2 separate regions of the Triticum aestivum genome follow, and region 1 is linked to region 2. A link is a contact called in public Hi-C data. All regions are on one chromosome and are shown on one strand. Each heading gives the region's core, a stretch centred on a gene start, on an enhancer-like site or on the middle of the called end of the contact. The rest is flanking DNA. Distances are from core to core; before and after follow the strand shown.

Region 1 (7,439 bases), core at 3,044-5,543, 210 kb after region 2:
GCTTCCCGGACTTGGTATTCCTTGTTCTGGTCTACTTTTCTTGATTGGACAAGAGCAGAGTGGAGGAACACATTGTGGGGGGTGATGACACATCCCACGATCCCTACTGCTTGCCTTAGTGTTCTTGAGCTCAGCTTAGGAACCAGAAGACCTATTTTGCGTAGAGATTAGTTTCACGTCAGCTGAAGAATGGATCAAATAATGGAATGTGTTAAGAAAAGTGAAGAAGAAAAAAAAGGATACTTACCAACAATTAGGTCTTTCCCACTGGGTTTGGTTTCTATGAACATCCATGCGAAGGACCAGGCCATTATTGCAATCATAACTGCAAATAGAGCCTCCAATTTCCTCACTCCGTAGTTCTCAATCGAAAGGAAAATAAAGCTGATGAAAAAGTATATTAAGGGTAAGTGGAGTGAAACCTTCTGCTCATCCAAATAATAACACTATAACAAAATAAATGGTCATCATGTAAGCAAGCTATTTGCAAATACTGGTGCTGCATGCAGTAGTTCAGGTAATACTGTAAAATAACAAACATCATTTCTGTTGTTACACCATATGCTAGTTTTCATGCATAGTGCATAGAAGTCAAAATGATCAAATATTTTTCACATTTCTGATATCCATAGAGAAATGTTCAGTCCTGGTCGTCTACAAAGTTCAACAAAAATATTCTGCAGCATGTCATATATCGATGTGATAAATGTTTTTCCATCTCTGCAACTGCATACTGACTCAGAGTTCTGAATAAAAAGAAATCACAAACTGAAACTAACTTAATCAGATTTCAGTTTTTGCAACTGATTCTACACACTGAAACTAATCTGTTCAAATTTCAAGTTTTGCTGCGACTCGCTACTGAACACTTTTTTTTACAGCACATGGACGTTCTCATCATATAGATTTGGAGTCAGCCGCAGATTTCTGGGAGGTCATCTCAAGAATATCTCAAAATCAACAAATCTCCAGAATATCTCAAACATCTTTGGCAACTGGCATCGAGCAGTACATCTCAACAGCACATGAAAGGGCGACCATAACTCACCAGTCCAATGCGGTGATGACAACGCCGGCCCAAATGGGAAGGAATCCGCGGCTGAGGATCTTGATGGCAATGGCGCTCCCGATGACCTCCTGGATGTCGGCGCTGACCATGGAGACCTCGGCCATGAGCCAGAGCGCGCGGCGCACCCAGTCCGGGTACTCGTCGCGGCAGAGCTCGGCAAGGTTCTTCCCGGTGGCCACCCCGAGGCGCGCGGCGAGCAGCTGGATGAGCAGCCCCATGGCCGTGGCCCAGAGAAGCAGCCAGAGCAGCGTGTCGCCGGCGGTGGCGCCGGCCTGGAGGTCGCCCTCGAGGTTGCCCGGGTCGAGGAAGGCGATGCTCATCAGGAACCCGGGCCCCGTGAAGAGCCAGAGCTTGCGCCACGAGAAGGGCGGCGCGCGGCCGGTGGCGGAGAAGAGGTCCTCCTCGTCGGCGTCGGGGTCGGTGGCGATGGACACGACGATCTTCTCGGCCGGCTCGAAGGCGCACTGCTCGGGGTCCTCGTCGGAGGAGGAGGACGCGCGGAGCAGCGCGTGCGCCTCGACGTCGGGGCCGGCGCCCGCGGCTGGGTCCCCGTCGGCGGCCATGGGACAACAGGCGGTGAAGCTGCGTCGCGCGAAACCGAGCGCCGGCCGGCGTTCTTTGCCGGATGTTTCGGGGGCTCCTATGGCTGGGGAATGCCCGTGGTTAAACCATATGATCCTCGTTGCTCAAAAGTCAAAACTAAATATACACCCCGGAAATCCACGAGGTCGAAACATTTTGGCTGGTGTGCCCTCGCATGCCTGCATGCCTGCATGCGGCGTACATGAACCGTACAGGCGAAAAAGTTCGCTCTTTGACCTGGGTGTTCGATGCACGCAGCTGCTCTAGCAAGCGCGTGTGGAATGAGCGATCATAATTTAAGTGCTTTACATGCAGTCCTACCTGGCGGGTTAGGATTGGATTGTAGAGCATCTACAGCCGCAGAGGAGAAATATGACCCCTCAAACGCCCGGGCACTCCTCAAACAGCCTCGTCTACATCCGTGTATTTCATATCCGATCCCCTATATCCCATATTAAACCATGCTACGTCAATCAGCAAACGGACACAGACAAGCACAATACTTTCACCAAAAGATCAGATGTTCAAACGACCACCAAAGGTCAAACGACGGACAACTTGAAACTATGTCTAAAACTTGAAAATAAATTGAAACAAAGCGATCTCCACCATTTCCGGGCCGGCCCCTTCCCCTTCCGGTCGCCCGCGCAGTTGTAGCCATCGGCGGCTGGTGGAGGATCGTGAGGAGCCGTCAACGTCGTCGAAAGAGGAGGAGACGATGATGAGGCCCTTGAGGCGCCGGACGGCCCGGTCCTGCTGCCGCTTCAGCCTGGCCAGCCGAGCCGCCTCCATCGCCTTCTCCTTGACCTCGCGCTCGGACTACTCGATAGCTAGCCGGAGAGCCTTCACATTCTTCCGACGGAGCCCGAGCGTCTGTCTCCGTCGTCGTAAGCGACCGGCGGTAGACCCACACGAGGAGCCGCTCGTCCTCGCCGGGCTCTGTGGGTAACCCGTGGCACCGATGGACAGAGCTCTCTGCTGCGTCCCTCTCCCTTGCCCGCTGCCTCTCGCGGCAGGCAGCGGGCGCCCCTAACTCCGGCGTGCGTGTCCGGGCCGACGCTGCGGCGACGGGCACAAGCACCCACCGCTACCCGCGCGTGTGTGTGGGGGGGGGGGCAGCAGGCGGCGGGGCAAGGGGACGGCGTGGGGGAGGTGCGGACTGTGCAACCCGCGCGGAGCCAAGCGCGGACCTGGAGGAGCCAGCATCGGCTTCCTCGCTGCAGCGGCGGGAGAGAGGCGAGGCCGATCCGGAACTGCCACCCGTGTCCACCTTGGACCTCTCGAGGGCAATGCGGAGGGCTAGATCCTCGTCGGAGTTGGAGGAGGAGCGACTGCCGATGCACGACATGGTGGCCGTAGTCACCGGAGTTGTCGGAGTGGATCGAATCGGATAAATCGAAGGGAAGAAGAAGAGATAGATCGAGAGTGGAGTGAGTTAGGGTTTCCGGATTGAGGATATTTATGGGGACAAAGTAGAGTAGGGGTGGGCAGGACCGACATGGCGGGCATGCCCGGGCGCGGTCATCGAAGCGCGCAGGGAGTACATCCCAATTATTCCGAGCACAACTTGTTCAGTTTACCATTCTACGCACTCTAATCTAAAGTAAGGTTCTTGTTCTTTTTTTTTTGGGGGAAAGATTTTTGTTCTCCTTGAGGTTGCTTGTTTTAACTGTGGACAGTGAGGCAATTAAGCTCACCAACACATTGTCCATATTATAATTATAGGAAAGATGGTAATCGATCCAAGTTTCGACTTTCAAGTTGTAACATGGAAAGATGATAACTGCATGTGATAGAGAAATGTCTAACAGCTCCCGGGTGCTCCTACACCCTCATGAACAGTGAATTCATATAAAATTGAAAAAAACAAAAAAATCTGACACTTTCAGGGATCAAAAATTATCAAAGGTTTGATGTTCCTGCAAAGTTTCAACGATAAATAACCTCCGTGGAGCCCTCACAAAAAAAACAAAATCACTGCTCAAAAATGTACATAAACTTTGGACAATGATTTTGTTTTTTATTTGAGTACTCTTCGAATGTTATTTTTAGCTAAAACTTTGCAAGATCATCAAAAAAATTATGAACGATGTCCCAAAGTTTCAGACTTTTTTGATTTGTTTTGAATTTACTGTTCATAGAGAGTGTAGGGGCACCCGGGTGCTGAAAATCCTATCTCCATCTGATACTGGTATATAGCAAGGAGATCAAACCATGAAGTTACTCCATCGATAAATATGTCTCGGAGTGAGAGTTGGTGAAACTGAATTGCTTCACCGAGATGCAGCACCTGCCACGAACAAATTTACGCACAAGAGCCGAAGCAACACGGTCCAAATATAGCTAGCATTCTTCTATCCTGGGAGTTTTTAGAGAAGGCCGCACCGAGAACGGCGATGGAGAGGACGGGCGCGTGCGCTCCTGCTACGTGGACCAATTGAGCAAGAGCGCAGTGGTGGGCCTCTTCGGGTGGACGTTCACATGCAGTTGAGCGTACTGTTGATACATACGGATCGGGCGTGTACGGTGCGCGGTAGCGGCAGGACATGGGAAATGTACTGTTGGTAGGAGTACATGTCATGACGCGCGGTACACATGACAGAGATAAATAAATGCCAGCGCGGACCAACCATAAGTCCCGATCCCCACCCTCCCACCCCCGCCCCCTCATTTCGAGTGATCCGCGGCGCCGTCAACAAAGACGACAGCTCATGGCGACGGCGGAGGAGGGCGGCAATGGACTGGAGTTCCTATCAGATCCGGTGGACAGGTATTGTTGCTAGTTCATCTTCTGCTAAGTACTAACGCCGAATCTCTTTGCGGGAACCAACTTACGGATACCTGGGTGTTCTCGCAGGTTCCCCTTGCCGGATCTTGCATCCAGCGATTTGACGCCCACCGGTGAGCCAGATACTGGTCTCACCCAATCAGCTGCTGAATCGAGTATGGGATATGTTGGCGACTTGCCGCTTACAATCCAATTGCCCATGAACAACGGCTGCGAAGAACTGAGCTTGTCGGCGGCCGATTCACAGCAATCAACAGGAAAGGATGACCCTCAAGCCCCCGGGTGGACAAAAAGGTACCCTCTTTTCCTCTTGTTGCTCAACTCTGAAACTAGAGCGCTAAAACATGTCTGAAAATTATAGAACTCTAAAAGTAAAGCTGTACTTCCATGTTGCTCGCTTATCAACAGTGAGATGCTGATGAGAAAGAAGGCAAACGTCAGTTTGTCTTTGCTTATGCTCAGCTCTGAAGCTAGTATGCTAAAACATGTCTGGATAAGTTAAATCTCTGACTGTAAAGCTGTACTCCCATGTTGCTCACCTATGAACATTGCATTCTTCAGGGAAAAGAAGGCAACCGTTAACAGTTAGAAATAATTCATTCTTACTGATGCAAGGTTTGTATTGGGCGAGCCCCTATCGAGCATGCACCTTGTGCTGGAAGAGTATGTGCCCTTCAAAAAACCTTAAGAGGATACGCAGAGAAGAAAACTGATACCGTATGAAGCAGGACAATACAGAGTAGAAGTTGAAAAAGGTTCAAAATATTATGTACACCGGTACCACCCAGAGAGACATGACAAGTGGTGCAGAGTAGTGTACATAGTGCACGTTCTTGCTGAGGGTGAAGAACTCTCATGGGAATGTGGTAACTTCGAGCTCACAGGATTGCTATGCTGCCATTCAGTTAAGGTACATTAGCTGTCAGCCTCACTTGAGAAACCTATATATGCTGAACAAATAAAAATTGTATTGCAGGTTCTTGATTTCTTGGGTATAGAGAAAATTCCATGAAAGCATATCCTCAAAAGGTGGACAAAAGATGCAAGAGATATCCTTCCAGCTCACTTGGCACACCTGCAAGATTTCAGCTAACTTCATAACGTTCAGACATTCAAATCTGTATACACATGCTTTAGAGGTTGTAAAGCTTGGTGATGCAAATCCAATTGCATATAATTGCGCAATGGAACTTCTTAGGGCAGCAATGGATAAACTGACCCCTTTAGCTTCTGAGCATGATGGTCTGGGTTTGGAACACAGAACTGAATTCAAGAGGGCAAAAGTTACAGAATTAAGTCTCTTGCAAGGACCAGAAAATGGATGCATGAGCGACGATGAAGGTAGCGCCGTCGGAAATTACATTGGATTATCAGCTCCAGAACGCAAACGCAAAGCCGGTCGACCAACGAACGCAGAGACAAGCCTCCATATGATGACCGGTCTGCAAAGAGCAAAAAAGTTAAGGTTGCATCACAACTTGATACAGTTATCGGATGCAGTACAAGCAAGCCAACACGATTCTGCACTATATGTTGTGGCCCTGGTCATAAGAGCACGACGTGTCCACAAAGAGGGGACACCCCTCAAAAGAAAAGGAAAGAAGCGAAATGCTCAATCTGCGGAGTGGGAGGGCATCGAAAGAACACCTGTAGCAATCCTAAGATTGTGGTACATGTTGCCGAGCAACCAGCTCATTATCCTGCTATCGAAGCATCTTTCCCCTGCATCCTGACTGCTCACTGCCAGCCTCCTTATATACATTATGTATTGTCAGATTAGTAATATGTATTTGTCTGAACCTTGAGCTGTCTGGATGTGTTGTTTAAAACTAATTTCATGCTGCTATAACAAATATCTCATATTAATGTCCGTGTGCTACTGATGACATATTCATCTACTATCCATTAGACAGACATATATCTCCACTTATATCTCCTGTCTCCGTGTTAATTTTTCCTGAAATGTGGAACAATGATTCATCTATGCAAGCAGCAAGCATTTCAAGTATCGCTGGATTTTCCCTATTTCTCCCTTTTATTATGAATGATCACTGCTAGTGCGCTGAGCTAAATTATGTACTGTATTTGTCTGATGCCCTGAATTATGTGGATGTATTGTTCAAAGCTAGGTTTCATGCTGCTGTAACAAAGATTTCATAGTAATATTTGTGTGCTAATGATGACATATTCGGCTATCATTCCTTAGAGTCACTTATTTCTCTTATTTTCCCAAATATTGTTTCTTGAAAATTTTACTAAAATCACACGCGAATTTTCCTCTATAAATGCTATGCTTGACAAACAAGACGGCACCGACAGCACAATGTGCACACTCTTCTCAGCCATGGGCGTGGCCGCAGCACTGTACACACCTAGTTTAATTTTTTTTAATCCTTTTCGAGCGCCCGCCCAGCACATAACTGATCCCCCGTCACAGGCAAACGCCCGTCAAAGCCCACCTCCGCTATGTACGTATGCCAATTCGTACCTCCCCGTATGCCCTCCATGTACCACCAAAAAACATATAATAAAGCATGGAGCCCGCATCCCCATAGCACGTTCGATGGTTGGAGTGCAGAAATCACATATTTGACCTGAGTGCGAAATCCAATCACAAACTGACCTGCTTTCGAAAAAAATTCACTCGGCTGACCCTTTCGTGTGGCGCCCGACAGCTAGGCGCCGCACACTACCATGCAGCGCCTCTGCCTTAGGCGTCGCACCTCCTGCCAGCGTGGCAGCCCTGGTCCAGTTGCGGCCCCACAGACAGCACTGCAACGCCTAAGGCTTAGGCGCCACACTGTGTAAAGTGCAACGCCTATCGCTTGGGCGCTGCACATTGACTTAAGCCGCATCGGGCCAGCCCCTCCCAGCAGTTCTTCCCAGAGGAAGTTGCTCTGTTTAGAGAGAGCGTCGGCGGCGGCGGCCCCTTCGCATCCCCCCCCCCCCCCACACACCCCTCTCAGATCTGAAGTTTTGAGGCCCGGATTCGATCTCCAA
Region 2 (7,149 bases), core at 235-2,734:
AACATGACATGCCTGATGATCTCTGCGAGGCCCTCGGTGCGTGCCTTGAGGGTCTCCGGGTCAGTGCACAGCTTCAGGATGAAGCAATCCTCCCCGTTCACCTTCCTCTCCCCGATGCACCGTGCGCCGGCAAACATGCTTGCTGCAGTCAGTGGATCCAAGCCCTATAGAAAGACATTGATCGAAACATTTGAGTAAAAGTGCCAAGATGTTTCCATGGCTGTATGGGCACATACAATGGCATATACTAGGCGTGGGCTGGGCAGTGCAATTATACCTGCAGAGCACGGCGGAGGGGGCGGACCGGGCCTTTGGCGGAATGGGAGCCGAGCCACGGGGTGTGGCGCCACACAAGCTTGCCATTGCAGCCGGCATGCACCTTGCTCCCACCGACAGCCAGCTCGATGTACCACTTCTCAGGAGCCATCTGCCACAGCACGAAGCGGCCCGGCTCGGCGCAGCGAGCCGCATTGCGGTTCTTGACCAGGCGGCCGGCGTTCTCAAACTCAGTGGCCACCATGCGCACCTTGCCCATGGCGTAGGAGTTGCGCACGGAGGCGAGGAGCTTGTGCCCACCGGAGGCCGCCAGGTACTGCTGCAGAATGTACTGCGCCGACGAGGTCTCCTGTGTAAACAAAAAGCTCGTAACAGTAAATAACCATGTTTACTACTGGACATATATGATTTTCTCCCTGAATCAAACAGCTTGGTGACGAAATTTCGCACATCTTTATCGTAAGGAACAAACAGCATCGCTAGACAACAAATGCAGCAGACATCAGTGAAGAAGATAAGGAGCATTTTTTTACAGCACTGTAATTACGAGTAAATACTACGTTTTTACAGTATGCAGGACCATGAATTGAAGAATTAGCAGAGCGCAGACGCAGACATTTGAGAAGAGATTTGACTGGAGCATTTCGTCGAACACGCGACGCGGCTCGACCAAATCTAGAGCTAGGAAAGGCGGGAAAGACACCAAGACGGCGGCATGAAGAAGAAGAGGAAGGAGAAGAAGCGCTTACGATGGGGGTGTCCTTAATGCTGAGGTGCGGGAGCGGCTCGGCGGCGCAGACGTGCACGGGCGCGAGCGGCGCGCCCATGACGCCGAGGAGGAGGCGGAGGTCGTTGCGGGCGGCGCCGGCGCCGGCCGCCGCGGCGGCGACGGAGGACGGCGTGCGCGCGAGCTGGCCGCGCACCCAGCGGCCCCAGCCCTCCCTCCTGGCGCCGGCGCCGACGCCGTCGCCGGACTCCGGATCGGGCCCCTCCATGAGCGGCGCCAGCATCTCTCCACCCCCCACCGGGCCGGAGAACCTGAGCGCGGCGGCGTCGAGGTCGGCCGACTCGGACCTCCGGCGCGCCCTCGCCGGCGACAGCCCGCGCGCCACCTCCTGCTTGAGCGCCGCGAAGAAGCCCTGCGTCCTCTCCATGGACAGTGAGCGTGGGCTGTGGTCTGCTGTGTGTGCTGCTGCTGCCGGGGGTGTGTGCGTGGTGGTTTGCGAATTTATACGGAGGTGTGGGGCCGGCTGGCAGGGGAAATGGTGGGGCCCGCTGGCAGGGGACGGAATGCAAGCTGGACCGACCGGTCCGTGCCCCCGGCCGGGCCACGGTGGCGGTGAGTCGTGACGCTCCGGCGCCGGCGGCTCCGGCCCGGTTCACATTTAGTAGTGGCGTGACGACCGGACGGGCATACATACGGCCATACGGGGACGGATGGGCGCTGCGTGCGTGCTCCTCGCCGGCCGCCCGCCGAGCTCAGTTAAAGCGGCGTCAGTTTCTGACTTTCTGTTCGTTTGTTTGCTGCTCTTCCGTTCCGTGCGCGGTGCGGATCCGTCCGGAGCTGCATCGCTGTGGCGACGGACGGACGACGGCGTCCATGTCACTCGGCTTGTCGCCCTTCGTGTTCTCGCTTTGGACGCTTGCGGGTCGAGTCTGTTTCAGTTTCGGAGGAGCTCGTGAGCCACAGCTGTGCGGACGTTGGAGGCATCTACCTATGCTATGCCGTGCAATGTGCGTGCTGGCCAACAGAGACGGTGGAGGAAGCGGTCCGGGCACGCTCTCGACCGCTTCTTGGGAGAAACATGCCTGAATCCATCATATATTGGGAGATGCCAATGCTAGGCCAACTCCAGCGCATGACCCCAAACGGACGTCTATTTGGCCAGAATTCTGTCTGTTTGGGAAGGACAATGAGATCGTGTCCGGGCCATTTCTACAATGCGGTGGCCGTGCGCCCAACGCGCGGACGCATTCCAGCCGCATCTTATCCGCCTCCTTTTTCAAACGCCAATTTTTGAATAAACCACGCCCTAGTTCATGCCAGCGGCTCTAATTCATGCCGGAAACACAGCCCACCTACATGTCCACGCCAACAACACAGCCAGTGGCCGGCAACATAGCCAACCTACAAAATGAATAGTTTTGTCGCCGGCAACACAGCCAGCCCCCAAAATGAATAGGTTTATCGCCGGCACACAGCCAGCGGCCGGCACCCAGCCTCCAAAAATAACGGCCACGGCCGAACAGACCACCTAGTTCAGGCCGTCGGCATCGAACATCTCCTTCTGCCTGGCCTCGAACCAGCTCCTCGTCTTCTCGCTCATCTTGGTCAAGTCCACGCTCATGATCGCTAGGCCACCTCATTTGCTTTGGTTGCGGCATTGGTGGCCTCGATGTCGAACTGCCTCTGCCTGGTCGTGACATTGGTGGCCTCGATGTCGAGCTGCCTTTGCCGAGACGCCTCCTCCATGTCGATCTTCCTCTTCTTGGCTGCCTCCTCCATCTCAAGCTTCTTCCTTTGAAGCTCTAGGTATTGCTTCATTTGCTCGTCCTTACTTTGTCGATTTTTCTCGTCCCTCACATCCTTTTGAGACATCATACCGTGCAAAGTCTCATGCAAGGCCATGGGTGACGCATCATGTATGTCGTCAATCTTGGAGTTGGTCTTGCCCCTCAGCCTCTTCAACGCCTCACCATCTCCACCTCCGGCCAACGCGGCCGTCTTCTTGCCTCTCTTTCTTTGAAGCTCACGGTATTAATCTTTGAACTTAGGACAATCGTTGATGAGCGTCCAACAATGCGTAAGAGTGAATGACTTGTCATTGTGCCGGGCCTTAAATGCTTCCAAATATTGAAATGCCTACACCACACGATCAACAACAATTGAACATGCAAACATATAGAAGGCCGAAGTCTCATGGCCGTAGCAACGAAAGATAAGAGAGCATACCATGTCCCCAATGCCGAGACCACTCACGGGACGTGCTTCAACGCTCTCAAGTGCGGCACAATACTTGTTGCATTCTTGTTGGATGAATAACCACCTCTTTTGAATCGAGGTGATGCGACGGTCGCTCGCAAATTGGTCGGGCGCAAACAACTTTCTTTCATGGAATGTTTTGTGAACTCTTGTCCAAAAAACAAGTCCCTTTTGTTGCGCACCGGTCCTCGGATCTTGTCCAACCTCCATCCAACTTTGGCAAATCAACTTGTCCTCCTCTTGTGAGTATGATCTCATATGAATGCTCTTCTTCCTCTTTTGTGCTTCCGCTCTTTGGGTGAGCTCGTCGATAAACAATGGCTCGCCCCCAATATCAAGGCCTTCCTCTTCTTCATCACCATCACCTTCGCAATAGATGTCATCATCTTCATGCCACGAGTCAGCATGGTCGTAGTCAGCATGGTCGTGGGCCTCATTGTCTTCATCGGCAACGTACTGGGCAGGGCCATCCTGACTTTGGGTCTCGTCAGGATCGTAGGCGCCACCATGCCCACCTTCGTAGATGACATTCTCCGTGAACTGGTTGTAGAAGGGGTCGTTGACCGTTGGCGTTGGAGTTGGCATTTCGTCGAACAGGACGCGGGGCGACGGTATGGTGCCTGTAGACGGCGGTCGTGCTTGCTCTCTTTGCATCTCGACGGCCGGCCGGCCGCCGCTGCTGGACCCCGACGTGACGTTAAGGTCGGTGACGGCCGAGGGGCGCGGGGTGGACGGCGCGATCACGCCAACGTTCGGCGACCCCGAAAAACGGGTCTGGCCTTCGTGCTTTGGCGGAGGAAAACCGGGCGACAAAGGCGTCGTCCGCGACGTCGGCAAGGGGCAGTGCGCAGGCCTGGCGACCGACGTGTCTGTGCTCGCCGGGTCGACGGGCGTTGCAGAGAAACCCGTCGGACGGCAAATCCCAAGCATGAGGAGGGTGTGCGCTTTGTTGACGATGTCCTCCTTCTCGTTGACCTCGGCCTTGCACCGCGCGGCCTCCAACGCATCGTGCTCGGCGGCGAACTTGGCCGCCGCGTTCTTGCCCTTGACGACCACCCTCCGGTTCCTCCTCTTCACCGATTCCGCGTCCATCTTTGTGAGCTCCGCCGGCGTGCATTCCGACTGCGGCTTTCTCGGACCCTTGGCCGCCTTCTTCTTCACCTTTCTGGGTGGGTCGACGGCCGGACCGCCGGAATTCGGCGGGGCGTCGGGCATGGACGGGGAGGGTGGTGGACAGGACGTGGGAGGGTTTGGGGGGAAATGGCGTGAAATGGGGCGTGGGGGTGTTGCTTTGTGCCACCGACGGGCGGGCCATAGGAGGACAAGCGCGCGCGTCCCGCCCGTCCACGCGCTGTCCGTTTCACCCCAAAAGCGGCCCAAACTTGGGCCGGAGATGGGTTGAAAGCGGACATAAAAGGGACAAAAGTCCGTTTGCGCCCGCACGCTGGGCCGTCTGGTTTATCCGTTATGCCGTAAACGGACACACCCGGACAGGATGGGCTCGCGTGCTGGAGTTGGCATTAGAGATTTTGCTTGTGGTTCCATACATAAGATAGCAGAGCGAGTGGGGTGTTCCGAGGCAGGCTCGTGGTTAACTGAAAATATATTTTTTTGCTGTTTAAATTAGTCGCTTTTGTTGTTGTTGGTGGTGAGGGTGGATGGTAATCGCACGAATGATGATGTAGGGTCATACGTATAGCAGGGTCGCAATCTTGGATCTACTCTACTCGGCTTAGGTTAGGTGGGAGTGGACAAGGAGACGACCCCGTCGCAAAAGACGAGCAGTATTACGCCCTGATTTGACTGCTCTGTTTCGTCTCACTTGTTCACATTCACAATGCATATTTTACACTTGCTACCCGGCATAGGACAGTGTTCCTTCAGTAAACAACCAGTACTGTATTAGCTTAATGGTTGACGGTAAGTTAACTAGGGTAGTAATAATCTGCAGCTATGTATGTATGTACCCAAGGCATTCACTCATGACAGATGGACAGTCCCTCTCAGCTAACCATGTGAGCAGTAGACAGCCATGTATACGCATGCAGGTTTTGGTCTCCCTCGCACATTAACTGATGAAAACAACTGCCCCTAGACCTGTCGCCTGTGGATGGTATTTATTTTGTTGTTTAATACTCATGTACGAAGGTAGTACTCCAGGATTAGACTAGTCTGCATGCATGGAGCTGAGCATAATTAGGGCAGCATGCATGGCGACGCCACCCACATCCCACAGCATGCACCACCGCAAAGTGCAAACAACCAAACAGGCCGGACCAAATCATGCTGATGGCTATGCCTACGCACCACTAATAAGCAAGCAAGCAAGCGCGGCCTACGTAAGGTAGTAATGATAATCAATTAGTAGTAGAGTAGTAAGCAATGAGCCAATACTATCATTGCTCCCTCTCTCTTTCGATCGTGCAGCACCAACCGCATTGGCTCTGCTTCATTTTTTCCTTTCCATTTTCCCACTTGGAGGATGGAGACTTGACAGGCCGGTGCATCCATCCATACGTACACATTAATTCGTGCATATCTCCTAGTATGCGGCAGCATCTTATCCTATTATATATGAATATATTGTATGATATAATATGCTGAATTAACTGACGCCTGGATGGATGTGGCTTTATTGCGACGTCTGCGTTCAATATTTAGCATATCCATTGATTTGATCCCTCCATGCACGACCAAGAGAGAGAGAGAGAGAGAGGTCTGCGTCCCTTGGCGGTCCCATTCGTTTTTGTATTATTTTCTGTCAGAAAAAATTCACGACATAAATTCTTGACAAGCTTTTGCGTATGTATTGGGTCGTCCATTATTTTCTACTGATTTTGCATATATATTTAATTAATAGTTGCCAGTACGAGTACCCGTCATGACATATATATATATATATATATATATATATATATATATATATATGGGTTAATTATCCTTTTGCCCTCAGTGGTGTCCATGTACTCAGTTTTGCCCTCAGATGCGAATTGTGCTCAGTTTTGCCCCTAGTCCGTGCGCACCAACTCGTTCCGTGAACTCTGCCGTCTCCGTCAGGTCAAACTTTTGACTCGGCCCTTACAGGTGGGACCCGGCGGCAGAGACGGCCAATTCTATTCAGACCGTTGCACGCGTGGCTTGTGGGACCCAGCAGAGAGCCGTTGAGCAGAGAGCCGTTGCGGGTGTGCTATATAAGCGGGCGACAGCGGCGGTGACCACGGCGACAGAGAGCACGGCGGTGACCACGGCGAGAGAGAGAGAGAGAGAGAGCACGACGGTGGGAAGCTAGCTGTGGAGGGCGCGGCGGCGTTGAGATCCCCTTCGGCTCCGAGCTCCATGTCTTCCTCAAGCTCCCGCGCCACCTCGCGGATGCAGAGCCGGGCGCGTGTGGACATGCCTGTCTTCGTCTGTCCGCGGTGCCGGGGAGGGTTTCTCACACACCGAGGAACCATAATTGTCCGTTCTACGTGTGCAGCGAGAATGGGGTAAGAATCGGGGCAATTGCACCATTTTCGTGGTCGGGATCTTTGAGCAATGGGTTGATCTGTTTGGTGTTCATGCAGGTGACATGCTTCTTTCTTTGGGTCGATGCTCTGGCCAAGACTCTGATAAATGAACTGCAAGAAGAGCATGAAGAATGGTTGCACATGCTGCCACGAACGGCAGTGGCCGCAGCACGAGCTCCGGAAGAAGAGATGGAGGGCGAAGCACGCACTGACAGAGAGCTAGCTGTTGAGCTTAGGATGTTGAAGAAGAAGGTTAGGAAGCTTGAAGATCAAGCACAAATACCAATACCCATTTGCAATTACTTTTGGGCATTTGTAGGTACGGTAATCGCACTGGTTGTAATGTTGAAAATGTATGGAAAGGCATGAATTATGGAGGAAATT

The links. A called contact is a pair of places that touch in the nucleus more often than the background predicts.
Region 1: a Hi-C map of leaf shows a contact between it and region 2, with 3 times the contacts expected there. The contact joins the promoter of LOC123096127 here to the promoter of LOC123096126 in region 2. A contact is called at or near these places in 2 of 5 Hi-C or Micro-C datasets (both in leaf) and 1 of 1 datasets of contacts at active chromatin or transcription factors (leaf).

The regions. Positions count from the first base shown.
Region 1 is chr4D:51,489,519-51,496,957 of IWGSC CS RefSeq v2.1, forward strand. It overlaps LOC123096127, which reads left to right and starts at 4,294. Exons shown (of 4, transcript XR_006446471.1): 1 at 4,294-4,421; 2 at 4,509-4,733; 3 at 5,001-5,349; 4 at 5,416-6,305. LOC123099580 (metal transporter Nramp6) reads right to left here and starts at 1,745. Exons shown (of 4, transcript XM_044521712.1): 1 at 1,049-1,745; 2 at 248-384; 3 at 1-151. The coding sequence starts at 1,632.
Region 2 is chr4D:51,286,493-51,293,641 of IWGSC CS RefSeq v2.1, forward strand. LOC123096126 reads right to left here and starts at 1,485. Exons shown (of 3, transcript XM_044517750.1): 1 at 1,026-1,485; 2 at 278-625; 3 at 1-164. The coding sequence starts at 1,430.